Regions from separate parts of the Sus scrofa genome. Here region 2 is linked to region 1. Evidence: chromatin contacts called from public Hi-C data. All regions are on one chromosome and are shown on one strand. The core of a region is the stretch at or near the end of the contact, and the rest is flanking DNA. Distances in the headings are between cores, read along the strand shown.

What was found. Hi-C and Micro-C count contacts between places; a contact is called where the count stands out from the background.
Region 2: a Hi-C map of skeletal muscle shows a contact between it and region 1, with 4 times the contacts expected there. The contact joins two enhancer-like sites. A contact is called at or near these places in 1 of 47 Hi-C or Micro-C datasets (skeletal muscle) and 1 of 2 datasets of contacts at active chromatin or transcription factors (skeletal muscle).

What each region holds. Positions count from the first base shown.
Region 1 is chr9:53,055,365-53,062,982 of Sscrofa11.1, reverse strand. No RefSeq gene overlaps it. Among named protein-coding and RNA genes, the nearest start is that of DDX25, 30 kb to the right of the region's middle. Within about 2 kb of position 3,217, at least 15 of the 83 cell types and tissues checked have an H3K27ac peak or open chromatin away from gene starts, as enhancers often do. A contact at or near this core is called in skeletal muscle, where this site is marked.
Region 2 is chr9:53,481,611-53,489,228 of Sscrofa11.1, reverse strand. It overlaps ST3GAL4 (ST3 beta-galactoside alpha-2,3-sialyltransferase 4), which reads right to left. Exons shown (of 10, transcript NM_213757.1): 9 at 5,890-6,033; 10 at 4,965-5,624. The coding sequence ends at 5,538. Among named protein-coding and RNA genes, the nearest start is that of ST3GAL4, 9.7 kb to the right of the region's middle. Within about 2 kb of position 2,613, at least 69 of the 83 cell types and tissues checked have an H3K27ac peak or open chromatin away from gene starts, as enhancers often do. A contact at or near this core is called in skeletal muscle, where this site is marked.

The DNA.
Region 1 (7,618 bases), core at 1,968-4,467:
CTCCCCCGATAACTTTATTTTCCATGCCCCATGTCACTCCCCACCTTTGGGCTAGCATGTCTCCAACCCCCAGAGGCTGTGTCCCCTCTGGGCAGGCCAGGGGCCTGCAGAACTGCTAAGTTTCTTCTTTCCCACAAGAAGACTCAAAATCTTTCTCAGCTACGAACTGTTAAGGTTTTGTTTATCCATCTAGTAAATATTTATTTCCTGGCCACCTTGTACCAGGGCGTGTGGCCTGCCCTGCTTTCCTGGGCCCTCACCCAGGCCCACAAGCAAGGCTGGGCAGAGCCAGAGCTTAGCATTCTGAGAGGAAACGGTGGCTCCACGGGGCTCCCCGGGCCTTGGACGAGGGAGTCGTGTGGCTGCAGTAACTGTCCAGGTTTCCAGCTGCTGCCACACTTTCCAGGAACCTCTGCAGCACTATGGGCAGCAGCATATCAGATGGTGACACTTGTTAAACTTAGGGCCAGGGGACGCTAATCCCACCCTCTTTCTGTCTTGCATTCATGTCTCTGAGCCAATATGCAGGTCCCTCCCTTCATGCTCTGGTTTTCACCTTTTTTTTTTCTTTTTTTCTTTTTTGGGTCTCACCTGAGGCATATGAAGTTTCCCAGAATTAGGGTCAAATCGGAACTATAGCTGCCAGCCTATACCACTGCCACAGCAACACCAGGTCTGAGCCACGTCTGTGACCTACCACAGCTCACAACAATGTTGGATGTTTAACCCACTGAGTAGGGCCAGGGATCGAACCCACATGCTCATGGATACTAGTCAGGTTTGTTACCACTGAGCCACAACAGGAACTCCTCTGTTACCATTTTGAATCCTGCCTCTGAACCCCAAGGCTTTGGGAGGAGAAGAATGTGGAAGGATGGGGACAGCTGGGTTGGAGCAGAGGAAGCAGATGCTCCTGGAAATAAATGGCTTTTCCATGTGTGTCCATGTGGGCCTCATCGGAGGCCAACCGGAGGCCCTGGGGACCCCAGCAGGAGATGAGCTGAAGGCTGGAAAGGAAATGGGCCAGGGGCTCCACCGTCCACGGGGCTCCCGCTGCTCTCACCGCTAAGAAGAGGAATGGGGGGAGGGCAAGAGGGACAGGGTCCAGCAGGGGTCACCGCTTAGTCACTTTGTAAACTGCTCCTTGGAGACTGGAGAGGAAATGAACAAGGGCCTAGATGGGGGAGGGGGGGAGGACCACAGAGAGGGAGAGGAAGGGAAGAGAGGTGGGGAGGCCGAAGCTGAGTTTGTGATATGGAGGCTGAGCCGGCTCAGGCTGGTCAGGAGCCTTCCTTCCATCTGCTTGACCACTCCTGACGCCCTTCCACAAGCAGCCCTTCCTGGGCCCCTGTTTCCTGATGGGTTAACTCATGCTTCCCAAGGCTGCTGTAAGGTTGGCTGTGTGGTGAGGTGGGAGAGGACTGTACACAGGTGGGGGTGTGGAAACAGAGCAGACCTTAGAGTCCTACCAGCCTTCAGATCCTGGCTTTGTCACCCACCAGGCAGGTGAGAGCAAATAAGGTACTTATGCACCCCAAGTCTGAGTTTTTCCCTATAAAAGGAGGATAATACAAAAGAACTTATTTATAAAACAGAAGCAAACACAGATTTCAAAACCAATCTTGGGAGTTCCCATTGTGTCTCAGCAGTAATGAATCCAACTAGTATCCATGAGGATTCAGGTTCGATCCCTGGCCCTGCTCAGTGGGTTAAGGATCCAGCATTGTGGTGAGCTGTGGTGTAAGCCAGCAGCTGCAGCTCTGTTCAACCCCTAGCCTGGGAACCTCCATATGCAGCCAGTGCAGCCCTAAAAATCAAAGCAGAACAAAAAAACCAATCTTATGGTTACCATAGGGGAAACTGTGGGGGTTAGGGAGGAATTGGGAGGATGGGAATAACACATACACACTACTGTATAAAATAGATGACTAACCAGAACCTATTGTATAGCACAGGGAAATCTACTCAATATTTTGTAATATCCTATATGGGAAAAAAAGAATGGATATGTTTAGTATAACTGATTCACTTTGCTGTATATCTGAGACTAATACAACATTGTAAGTCAACTATACTCCAATAAATTTTTTAAAAAGGAGGCTAATAGTGAAAAATTGTTGTTAAGTTTATGTGTGATTATAGTTGTGTATTTATGTCAGACAATATTTCTATTTGTTTTTCAATGACTACTAAAATATTCAGGGAAGGGAGGTAATGGTATCTTTTTTTTTTTATTTTCATTTTTTATTTTAGGGCTGCACCCGAGGCATATGGAGGTTCCCAGGCTAGGGGTCCAATTTGAGCTGCAGCTGCAAGCCTGTGCCACAGCCAGAGCAACGCCAGATCCAAGCCATATCTGAGACCTACACCACAGCTCATGGCAATGCTGGATCCTTAACCTGCTGAATGAGGCCAGAGATCGAACCTACGTCTTCATAGATGCTAGTCAGATTCATTTCTGTTGCTCCATGACAGGAACTCCTCTTTTCTTTAAAATACCTCTATGAGAATAAAATCAATGAAGCAGCTTAGCCTGGTCTTTAGTTCCACATTGCCTCAGGGGTTTTTACTGGGCAGATGCAAAACATGCTTGACACTGAAGTTAGCATCTCCCTATGTTCATAGAAGCCTAAACTCACTGAAAAGTCATGTTAGGTGTTTTCAATGGACATGGTGAGCAGGAGAAAGGAAAGAGCATTTGGAAGCAGTTATAGTGGACTGGAAGAGATGTTGCAGAATTGGGGACAGGTCAGAGGTCCCTGGGTCACCAGCAGCCATGAGGGACCCCAGATTCACAGCTTCTCCCTGGTTTGAGTACATCATAAGCCTCCTAGATTCTGGTGGGAGTCTTGGCAGGGCAGGGGCTCCAGTGTGGAGTCCATTTCATTTGATTTTAATGAAATAAAGGAACAGATACTCTTACATGAGTAAGTTTGTGGATTCACGCTCACTTCACTGCTATTATTATCATCATTAGTGTTGCTGATGTTGCTGTTGCTATTATGAAATAGCCTAGAGCCTGGGCCAGGACACCAGGTTTGAGTGTGTGATGAATGCTGCTCCACTGAGAGGGAAGCTTGGGCAAAGTGCCTCCCCACAGAGGTTCCAGGCACTTCCCTGCTCCAGCTGGCAATGGGGCTTCTCCCATGCCTGGAGTGACAGTGTTCGGACACTTTTCTGTGACTGAGAGCCTGGTTGGAGAGCTCAGCCTTTGCTGGACCCAATGGGTGTGTGTCTGGACAGGGCTGAGGGGGAGCCAGGCCAGGCACGGAGATCTGTGGAGGAAGCCAGGGCTCAGGGAAAACTCTTGTCTCTCCATCTTCAGGCCCGGTCTGCTCCCTCCTTTCCCCTCCCCATCCCCTGCCCCCAACCTGGCTTGTTTCTCCGAGTTCCCTGGCTGAGGAGCAGGAAGGAGGAGGGAGTTTCCAGAATGTCCCTGTAGAGCTCCAGGGGGAGGCTTGGCAACTGGAAATTGTCAGCCGTCTCCTTGGTAACCGGCAGCCAAATAATTCTGGGAATGGAGGAGGGAGGGGAGGTCTCTGCAGGGCGGCCAAGAGAAGAAGGCCCTCAGCTCCAGAGAACTTCAGTTCTTCATTACCTATGTCAGTCGGGGGCCAGTTGGGAGGGAGTGAATCGAAAAGAGAATTTAATGTAAGGAATTGGTAACCAGGTATAAAGCTATTAGGTAACAGAAGGTTAACAAGAGAGGCTTGGGTATCCTAGTGGTGGTGACTGCAGGAGCAGCTACACTCCCAGCACTGGGAAAACAAAGGAGAAGGCTGGAATCCTGAACCTTAGACATTTCAAAGAGGGGGACCCAGGGCCTGGGACCCAAACCCTGAGGAGGAGGCTCCAAGCAAGTCCCCCTGGGCTGGTGCCCAGACTTCTGAGGAAGGGGCACCTGCCAGCTGGTTCTGGGGTCCCTGGGGCATGGGGAGGGGTAGGGGGTGATGAAACTGCACGTCTTGGAAAAACTGCCAACTGGATTCAGCTGCTTCAGGGAGGGCCTGCTGCTGCTTCAGGGTGGGCCTGCTGCTGCTGAGGCAACACTTATGGGGACGCACAGGCTCAAGCAGGAAGGCAATGCCCACCCTTCCTCTTCTTGCCCACAGCCTTCTTCTACAGGCTCCTACTGGGAAATCTGAGAGGGAGCAGCCGGCAAAGCAGAAATGGGGGTTCATAGGGCCTAAAGCCCGCACCACAAAGCCAGGGACAGATGGTGGGTCTGGAGCTGAGAAGCGAGACCCTTAAAATATTAGCCTCTGCTGAAAGGGCACAGGGCAGGCCTTCCCCGGACTTAGTCTGGCTTGTCTTGAAGAGCTACTGACATTCACAGGTTCTGCAAGCTGCAAGGAATTTGTATAATGGTAATGATGAAAACAACATCAGTGAAGAAATATTTAGGTAGAAGTGGCCTTAGGAAAACTCACTATAAATCACTGTGATCAAATCATACATTAAGGGTAAAGGACAAGATAAATAGATCTATGGGACAGAAATAGAAACCAGCCCAGAAATATATCCCAGGGCATATGGATTACAGTATATGACAAAGGTGGCATTTCAAACCAGTGGGGAAAAGGATAGTTTATTTAATAAATTGTATAGACACAACCGGCTGTCTGTCTGACAAAAACAAAACAAGGTTAAGCTCTCTACTTCACAAGTTATTAAAACTAAGTTTCAAATAGATGGAAGATTTAAATGTATTTAAATTTAAACATTGAAAACAATTTAAATATTGGTTTTTATATTTAAACAATTTCATGAGGAAATATTTAAAACAATTTTAAACAATATTTAAAACAATTTAAATATTTAAAACAATTTAATGAAGAAAAAATTAGGAGAATATTTATACAATCTAGGGTTTGAAGAGATTTTTCTAAACAAAGCAGAAAAATCCAGAAGCTATAGAGGAAAATTTTACATGTTTAAACTGTAGAAGGATTAAAGATAACATACACAAAGTCAAAAGACAAATTATAGACTGGAGGAAATATTTCAGTTTACCCCCAATAAAGAGTTAACATCTGGAATATGCAGAGAGTTCCGACACACAATAAGAAAGAGAAATAACTAGTCAAAAATGGACCAGACATATGAATAGGTGACTCATGGAAGAGAAAATCCAAATGGTCAGTACATTTATGGAAAGATGCCCAGCCTCACTAATAGTCAAGGTAATGCAAATTTTAAAAGTGTGGCACTGCTTTTCATTTATCAGAATAGCAAAACTTGAAAAGAATGATGAAAGCTAGAGCTGGAGAAGTTGTGGGAGAGACAACACTCCATCACAGCTGGCAGGTATGTGAACTACCACGGATTTTTTGAAAGAGGCGTCTGGTAACATATATGAAAACTGGAAATATGCATCTCTTTGACCCAATCATGTCATTTTTGGCAATTTATACTACGGGGGGGAAAAGAAAACCCAGCAAACTCCGGTATGGAAGGATATGCATACAAAAAATTCTCTATGGCATTTTTGTGTGGCGGGAAAAAATACTAGTAATGGTTGAATGATATACATAAATCCATATACCATGATGTTATCGTTATGCAATTACTCAAAAGAATAAATTACAAGAGACAAATGCTGTATGATTTCACTTTAGATACCTCTAAAAGAGTCAAACTCATAGAAACAGAAAGAGTAGTGGTTGTCCCTGACTGGGGTAGAATGGCAGATAGGGATGTTTAATGGCTACAGAGTTTCGGTTCTGCAAGATGAAAACTTTACTGAAGATGCATACACAACAATGTGAATGTACTTACCACTGCTGAACTGTACACTTAAAAATGGTTAGGATGGTAAATTTCATGTATATTCTACCATAATTTAAGAAAAAGAATAAATTAGAAGGATTTTCATGCCGTTAAGTGAGAAAAGAAACTTGCAGAGAAATGTGTGTGGTATTTGTGAAATAAATGACGATAAATGTATATAAATATCTGTTGGGTAGTCCAGATTTTCTTGGCCGTGACCTGTGTCCTCTGATTCCAGAGCGGGCGGCACCCTCCTCAAAGTCCAGAATTCCAGGCTGGCGTTGCACGAAGCTCACGAGCTCTATCAGCCTCCAGGCAGCAAAGCACCCTAGACTTTTGCCCTAGTGCTCCCCCATCTCAACCCTCCTCCCCAAAACACCAGGCCCCCACAGGCTTGGCACCACCAGCCAAAGCCCACAGCTGTTTCCAATATTCTGCACAAACTTTATTGAAATGAGAAGCCCCGTTTATCATCCCTTAGGCCCCAGCTCTTCCTGATTAGGTACATATGACCTGACCTGTCAGCAGGGCCTGAGCCAGCAATCAAAAGGGAGATTGTTCTCAGCCAGGAGGCGAGAGGGGCAGGAGCCTGGGGAGCTGAGAAGGGCCCAAAGGAGTCTTCCGCCAGCCTGGGACCAGTGGAGGTATTCTCAAGCTGAAGGGAAAAGACAAGGACAGAGCTGAGAAAATTCTTTAAAGGCTACTGGTCTATACTTCTCTGGCTATATCATCTCTCTTTGGCCACCAATCCTCTTTCAAAAGATGGATCCTATATCAGAAACATCTTCCCATTCTCAAACTCAATCCAATTTCTCTTTCATCTCTCATCTGTACCAGGAAACCCCTCTGAATATAATAAAAAAGTAAATGCATCTCCACAATTCTACTCCTCCTAGAGCTGCAGAATCATCAAAACTCAAATATTGAAAATAATTTAGAGATCACCTAAGTCTCAACTCACTCTCAACATGGAAACTCCCTCAATAGCATCTTTGATCAATGGTCATGCCAGGTGACACCTGAACATTCTAAGCTATGTGGTCCAATATGGTAGTCCCTGGCCACATGTGGGTATTTAAAAACAAATCCCATATCTGGGTATATATCCAAAGGAAATGACATCAGTATCTTGAAGATATATCTGCACTCCCATGTTGATTGCAATATTCCAATAACCAAGATATGGAAACAACTTATGTGTCCATCAATGGATGAAAAGATAAAGATGATGTGGTATAAATATACAGTGGAATATTACTCAGCCATAAAAAGAAAATCCTGCCATTTGTGACCACATGAATGAAATTGGAGGGCATTACACTGAGTGAAAAAAGCCAGACAGAGAAAGACCAACTTAAAAAAAGACTTAAAAAAAGAAGAGAAAAATTCAAACTCACAGAAACAGAGTATTAGAATGGTGGTTGTCAGCAGTGGGGGTGAGAAAAATGGGGATATGCTGGTCAAAGTGTGTAATCTTTTAGTTATAAGATGAATGTGTGCTGAGGATCTAATGTACAGCATGGTGATTATAGTTAGTAATACTGCATTGCATGCTTAAAAGTTCTCAGTGAAAAAAAAAAAAGAAAAAGAAAAGGTAACTATGTGAGGTGGATATATTAATTTGATCATGGCAATCATTTCCTAACAGATACTTGTATTAGACCATGCATTAGATCGTCCCAACATATACATGTGTTAGAAAAAATATAATTGTACTCATCAATTATACCTAATAAAATTGGGCAGAATCAAAAGTAAAAATTCGGAGTTCTCATCGTGGCTCAGTGGTAACAAATCTGACAGTATCCACAAGGATGAGAGTTCAATCCCAAGCCTCGCTCAATGGGTT
Region 2 (7,618 bases), core at 1,364-3,863, 430 kb before region 1:
CCACCTTTATGAAGAAATTGAAAGGCTAGGGCCTGGCTTCCCAAGGACTGAAAAACAAATTCATGACACTAGTAGGTGTTGCTCCTGGGAGAAATACTTGAATGAAGAAGGCATTAGAGATAAAGTGATACCAATAAAGATTCAGGACTTCTACAGCAGAGTTTCAGAAAACAATTTCCAATCTGACTTTTGTTTAAAAGCTTCTCTAGGAGTTCCCACTGTGGCACAGTGGAAACAAATCCGACTAGGAACCATGAGGTTGTGGGTTCAATCCCTGGCCTCGCTCAGTGGGTTAAGGATCTGGCGTTGCCATGAGCTGTGAGGTAGGTTGTAGATGCAGCTTGGATCTGGTGTTACTGTTGCTGTGGCTGTGGCATAGGCTGGTCGCCACAGCTCCAATTAGACCCCTAGCCAGGGAACCTCCACAGGCCGTGGGTGTGGCCCTAAAAAGATAAAAGACAAAAAAAAAAAAAAAAAAAAAAAAGCTTCTCTAGCTCTCTTGCCATGCAGGGTTACAAGGGGAACACAGATCTACAGCGAAAAAGGCCAAAACTGGAGAGAGTCTCCCTACCAGACTGTAACTTGTCCTCTTGTGATATTTTTCTTCAGGAGAGAAATGCATTTTTAAGCAAGTGAAGACACTCCTTAAGTGTTAAAGTTGGTGACGTTTGTAAATAGTGTTTTCAAAAACTAAATAGTGTTTAGGCGGTTCTGGAACAGCTCAGTTCAACTTCGATCCCCTGGGGCAATTTCCCTCCCAGCCTTGCAAGATTGAGAGGAAGCAGTGCCTTCCTTGAGGGGTGCAGTCCTTTACATTGTCAGTCTTCCTTGGGAACCTGAAATCTGGCTCCCTAAATTTAGTTGCCCCTGAAAACGTTGGCCAATCCTCTGTGTTAACCCTCCTAGAGGAGACCATGGTCTCCCCAACCTGTTCGCAGCTCCCTGCAATCCCTGTACTTGAAGAGGTGAAACCCTCCAATACACAGGGGCTTCCCCAAGTCTGACATCTAACCAGACCCAAGGTTCATCTCCCCGCCTCATTTCTCAGGTGCAGGATTCCCATGAACTTTAATGAGAGAGATAAGCTTGTTGAGAAAGAACTGGACAGGAAAATGGGTTAATAACTACTGATGTATACATACACAGATCCTCCTTAAACAAATTTGAAGTTGGAAAGATTTCCTGGAAACAAGTCTGATGTAAAACCATGGAAATGCTCAAAACTGATAAATAGGTTTGTTTGGGTTTTTCTAGTTGAAGTATAGTTAACTTACCATGCTGTGTGTATAGTGCAATGTGATTCAGTTATACATATTCTTTTTCAGATTCTCTTCCCTTATAGGTTATTACAAAACGGATAGTTCCCTGTGCTCTATAGTGAGTCCTTGTTGACAAACAGTTTTCTGAAGCTCTAATTGAGATATCAAAATGGGGAGTTCTCATCGTGGTGCAGCGGAAATGAGTTTGACTAGGAACCATGAGGTTTCAGGTTCGATCCCTGGCTCTGCTCAGTGGGTTAAGAACCCGGCATTGCCCTGAGCTGTGGTATAGGTCGAAGATGTGGCTTGTATTTGGCACTGCTGTGGCTGTGGTATAGGCCGGCAGCTGTAGCCCTGATTCAAAGCCTGGGAACCTCCATATGCTGTGGGTGTGGACCTAAAATGCAAAAAAAAAAAAAAAAGAAAAAAAAAGATATCAAAATGGTCATATGGGTTAGGAGAGAGATTACCAATTCTGAGGGTGTATCTTAGTTAGGAACCTACCCTGGTATGTTGCATGGCAAGGAAATGGATAATGCCACCAAGAAACCTCATTGTCCAAAAACCCCTAAGGACATCTAACCTCAACTTGAAAACCACTGCCAGAGAACCCTTTGAACTCAGTTCATTACTGGATTCTGCAAAGCCTGCATTTGAGCCCCCTCACCAATGTCTTACCCTACTTAGCTTGTGAGTGACTTGAAGACCAAGACTTTTCTGTAACTAGCTGTACCTGGGCATAAGTCTGGCTCTCCAGATGTGCCTCACCTGTTCCATACGCTTTCAGTATTTTCCATCATGCCAGGCATCTTTCCAATCCAATATTTAGATCATACTTTACAGGCTACACACTTTCTCCAGACATATTCCCACTAGATCCTTAAAACCTCATTGTGAGACAGACCAACGTAATCACTGTTTTACAGATCATATGACAGAGGACGCTTGTGCAAGAGCTTAAACCTTACTGCCTCACTGACTGCTTCCAAGCACAAGCTTTTCGTAGGCTGGCCAGTCTCAGGGGGGAAGGCAATTGGCTGTACTCACGTCCTCGAAAAAGTGTAAACAAACACCGGAAGTGTTCCAAATTAAGGCACACCACTTTGAATGAATATAGATCATTTCAATGTCTTGCTGGTCTAGATAACGACCTAAACACTGTCTTACCCAGCTAGGCGGTCGAGCTGGGAGCCCCTTCCCTTCTCTGGGTCTCTGCAAAGGAGAGATGGGACTTCAGAGCCTAGACTGGATGCAGCAGATCTCCTTTGCTCCATCGCAGCCCTAGGCAGTTTCACTCCCGCCCCTGCAGGGAAGTCAACGTAGGTCACGTGAACCAACCCAGCCTGAGTTCTGAAGAGCCCAGGGAGACATCGGCTGAGAAAACAGGCACGCAGCAAACCGGGGAGACTGGCGCGAACTCTATGGCTGTTGCCAGGACGGGAACCAGTTGCCAAGGAGGCGCCAACCTCTCAGCACCTCGAGAGGCCTTCCGGCTGACTGCGGGAAAAGCTCAGCTCCTCCGCGGCCAGATCCGCGCCGCACGGAGGACGCATGCGCGCCCCAGCCTCTGCTGCCCCCTCCCCCCCGCCACCTCCGCCCGCGGGAGAAAACTGCGCGTGCGCCTAATTAACGCGGCTCAAGGGCATCAGGGATTAGGATGGGCTTTGCACGCAGACGGTTGAGTTAGTGGAGGCCCGTGAGATCATCCTGTAGTCTAGACGACTAGAGCAGTGGTTGCGGGAGCTTGTTAAAATGCCAGATTCCTGGGCCTCATCCCCAGCGGCTTGGGTAAAACCCAAGATTCTCCATTCTCAAATCACGCCCAGATAATTCCGGGGTAGGTGGTCCTCATTGGCCGGACCCGCCCTCTTGTTTCAAGGAATGTAGGAGTTGGAGCCGAGACATGGAGAAGTGATCAGCCCAAGGCCCTACAGAATTAAGTGGCAGAGCCCGGAGTAGGACCCAGTTTGTGGATTTGAACTTAAGTGCCTTCCCTGCTGTGCCCTGCTTCCTCCTCTGCCTCCTTTCTGGGGCATGGCTTAATCAGGACCAGAAAGGCTGGCTGGCAGGCGGTTCATTCGCATTGGTCAGGCTAACTGAAGAATGAAAGTCCCTTTCTCAGAACACCAAAGAGCCCCATCCAGCAACTCACATCCAAGTTCCACTGCCTGCTCTGATCTTGAGCGTACTGCCTTCCATCTGCCTAGGGGTCAGAGTACCCGGAGAAAGGTGAACCCACCCCCAGGGAACAATGGCCAGTTTGGGGGTAGACACCCCCTCCCAATACACACTCCTGTAATTGTGAAGGGCTGCCTGAGTGTGGCATGAATGTAAAATGCTCCCAGGTCTACAAGTGTGTGTGGAGTTTGGGGATGGGGGGTGGGTATGTTTGGATTCTGGCGCAAGTTTAGGCACATCCAGTAACAGGCAGTGGCCCCAGTCCAGGACAGCTGGATCATATGTGCTGACAGCCACTTTCAATGGCCTGGATGGGGGAAATGGACACTCCCTTGCATATCCTCACGAGAAGCAGCTGGAGAAGCACCAAGAATCAGCAGAGCTGAGATCCCCCGACACACTCAACATACCCATCAGAGTCAGCCCGGTCACCAGGACAAAGCCTGGGACACGAAGCTTGCGTGTGTGGATGGAAGAGTCTTGGGGCTGCAGCCCTATTTGTTTTCAGAATCCACCTACCCCCACCCAGGCCTTCCCCCCCGGAAAGAGCAGCTAGCCAAGTGGTTCTGCCAGACTTCTGACAGTGCAGGCAGTTTGCCGCGATGAGCCTCAGGACCATTCTATGGAGTGAGGATGGGTGTTGTCAAGGCCACTCCGACACCTTGTTGAGAAGGGTGCCCTCTTCCTCTGTTCCTCCCAAACCTCTGCCCCGCCTTATCCGTCCTGTCCCAGCCTAACTATTCAAAACCTCAAAGCTCAACTCTTTCTGAGAAAGCCAAGAACACAGCTGTGAGTCCTTTCCCTCTGGGGGAAGTCCAGCTCTCCTTCCTGGCTCCAGATGTAAAGGAACAGCTGTGAGAGTGGCGGGAAGCCCAGTTGGCGGCTAAGCAGGGCCTGGGAAGAGGGGGAACAAAGTGGGGTGGAGACCCGGCAAACAATGGGGTTATCACACTTTTAGAGACCTGGGGGAGGGGGGCAGGGGGAGGAAGTCTTGCCAGTCCCTCAGATGCTGCCCGTGCCCTGCCCATCCCAAATCTGGCTGCCTGGGCCACTGGCAGGACTTTCTGTTAACTCCATTTTATGACTCCCATTTAATCTGAGAAGGGAAATTTGGCTTTGCCTGTCTACACCCATGTCCTCAAACACACACCTCCAAGCATGAGATTTTGGAAACAAGGCTGGCGAGGGAGAGGAAGGGAGGTGGAAGAGGGTTCTGGAACTCCCACCTGGCCCCCTTCTGCCCCTCTCTTCCTCTGAGAAGTAAACCAGGATGCAGATGTCAGGCTAGGTGTTCCACAGACGGGACCGCTTGCTTGCCAGCTCCACTAAGGTGACAGTGCATGACCTGACACCAACCTAGCACTCTACTCTGTTAGTAATTATTTTCTGAATAACCCCGGCCCGCTCTGGGTCCCCCTGAGTATTTAACAAGCCTGTCCACTGCCCAGCGAGGGGCCCACGGCTGAGTCTCACTTTCCGTCCATGTCTTCTTCAATCTGAAAGGACACAGGGTATCATTATAGCTGCTTCTGTTTTAGGAAAAATAGTTTAATGATAAACGTAATATCTTTTAGGTCCCCTCCTCCATGGAATCCCTGTGCCAGTGCTCTTCCCATGCCTGCTGGGACAGAGCAGCCCCTCTCAGGAGGTGACCACCCACTCCAGACACCCCTCCTCCTGGGGATGCCTGCTCTGGGTCTAGGCCCCGTGATGGGTCCATCACTTCTGTTTTTATAAAAAGTGGGCAGAACACTGTAATATGCCCCCTTTTCTGAATGCCATGGGACCAGCCCACAGCACTTTCCTACCCCTTAATTAAATAGCCCCATTAAATAATCTCCTGGTGCTGGCAGAGAGAGGGGGCCACGGCAACTAGCCCTGTGCCTTGGCCGGGCTCCTGCAGCCCCAGGGCCTCCACCCTGACTGACTCTGGCCTCCACCAGAGCAGCCAGGGCCACGGCCTCATCGCCGACCTGGCCTCCTCCCCACACAGGGAAGGGTGAGTCCAAGTGGGTCATGCCGGCCCCAGGCACCCCCACAGCCATGGATGGGGGCTGCTCAGCAGGGTGAGCAGACGGACGGATTCAGCTCCTGTCCAAGTCAGAAGTATGTGAGGTTCTTGACCGCTCCGATTTCCAGCATCCGCTTGATGGCCAGGGCCTCTTGGGAGACATTGTGGCCTGACCACTGTGGAGACAGCCAAGGAAGCAAACTGAGGAATTTCCTCGGAGCTCCCTGGGCTGCCCATGACCCCACACCCTGGGAGCTCCGTTCCCTGTGCCAGCTCTCAGAAGGTAGACGGAATACAGAGGATGCTGGCCTGGAAGTTCAGATGCCTCCATTCCAGTGTGACCTCGCTGTGAGCCATCTCTGGGCCCCTAGCACCACCCTCGCTCGCCCAGTGTCCTCAGGCCACTCCACACCACCCAGTTCGCCAGCAAGGACCACCTACCGCCATGGACTTGATGGTGATTTGCTCATAGTAGTGAATGGACTCCTTCTTGTTTTGGGCATCTGGGTAGCCGAAGCCAGCAATGTGCACCAGGTCACACAGGTGGAGGGCCAGGGTGATGGCCAGCAGGCCCGTGGTGGGCTTCTGAGGGACAAGGGGTGGGGTAGATATTAGAGAGAGTCTGCTTCTTTCTTTCTCTATTTTTTTTTTTCTTTTTCTTTTTCTTTTTAGGTCAGTACCTGTGGCATGTGGAAGTTTCTGGGCTAGGGGTTGAATCAGAGCTGCAGCTGCCAGCCTACACCACAGCCACAGCAACTTGGGATACAAGCCACGTCTGCACCTATGCCACAGCTTATGGCAATGCTGGATCCCTAGCCCACTGAGCAAGGCCATGGATCAAACCTGCATCCTCATATATGCTAGTCTGGTTCTTAACCCGCTAAGCCACAACTTGAACTCCAGGAGCGTGCTTCTTTCACCACCTCTAGGCCAGCGCTCTGCAAAGGGTCTTCTATTGTGGAAATTTTCTTCATCTGTGCAGACCTAGCTAGGAGTCACACGGGGCTATGCTGCTCAGGAACCGAACTCTGTATTTTACTCAACTTTAATGAGTTAAAATGTAAATTTAAGTAACAGCACATGGCTCGTGGCCACCATACTGCACAGTATAGCTCCATATATCTGGGGTAGGTTTGGGCCTCTGGAGATGGTGATGGCAATCAGGATGACAATAATGACAACAATAATAATAATATCTATTGCTTTCTGAGCACTTACTATGTATCAGGCACCATGTGAGTGTTTTACCCAGGATATCGTCTCATCCAGCCCTCACAAAAACACTCAGAGGTAGATAGTGATCTTAGCCCCATCTTACAGGTGGAGAACGGAGGCTTCCAGTTATGAAACAGGTCACTCAAGAACTGGAAAGGTTCTGGTCTCCATCTTGGAGTAACTCACTTCTTTCCAAAGCCCTGGGGCCCTCCCAGTCCCAGGGTGTGTCCCCTTCACGAGGGTAGGCTCTCCCCTTCTGTAAAGTGGGGACAGCCGTCCCTCGCCCCACTGGATGGGCTGCTCTGAAGACCTCACTTTCCCCTTCCCTGACTTCTCCACGAGGATAGGCCACCTGATACTCCAACCTCACAAACCACCTTCCTCAGCTGGGACCACCTGCCTTCCAGACCATTGCTGTACCCACTTCCATCAACAGCCCACCCCCTGGACCTTGTCAGACCGCCTCAGGCTGGGTTTTCCCCAGTGCCCCTTTCTGAGCCGTCCTATCTGTCACTTCCTGCCCAGCCTTCCGTTTCAGCCCTGTTGCTTTTACCACCACTGTGTTATCTCATGCAGTTCAGACCTCTGCCTGAACACATATGCATCACCTTATAGCCAGCTCTGCCTGGACATGAGCTCCTCAAACTCACCAGACTCTCCTCCCCACCCTGTATTAGTGAAACATATCACCCCTCCCCCAGGTGTCCAAGCTGGAAACCTAGCACTGTCCTATATTTCTCAATGTCCCCTTAAAATAAATGCTGTAGCAGAATTCTGAGATGACCCCCAGTGACCCTCGCCCTTGAGAGTGTGTGTAGCCTATGAATATGATGCAATATATTACACTGAGTTATATTGCTTCACATGGCACAGGAGACCATATGATATGAGATATCCAGGTTGGCTTGACCTAATCACATGAGCTTTTACATCTGGGTCTAGAAACCAGCAGTGG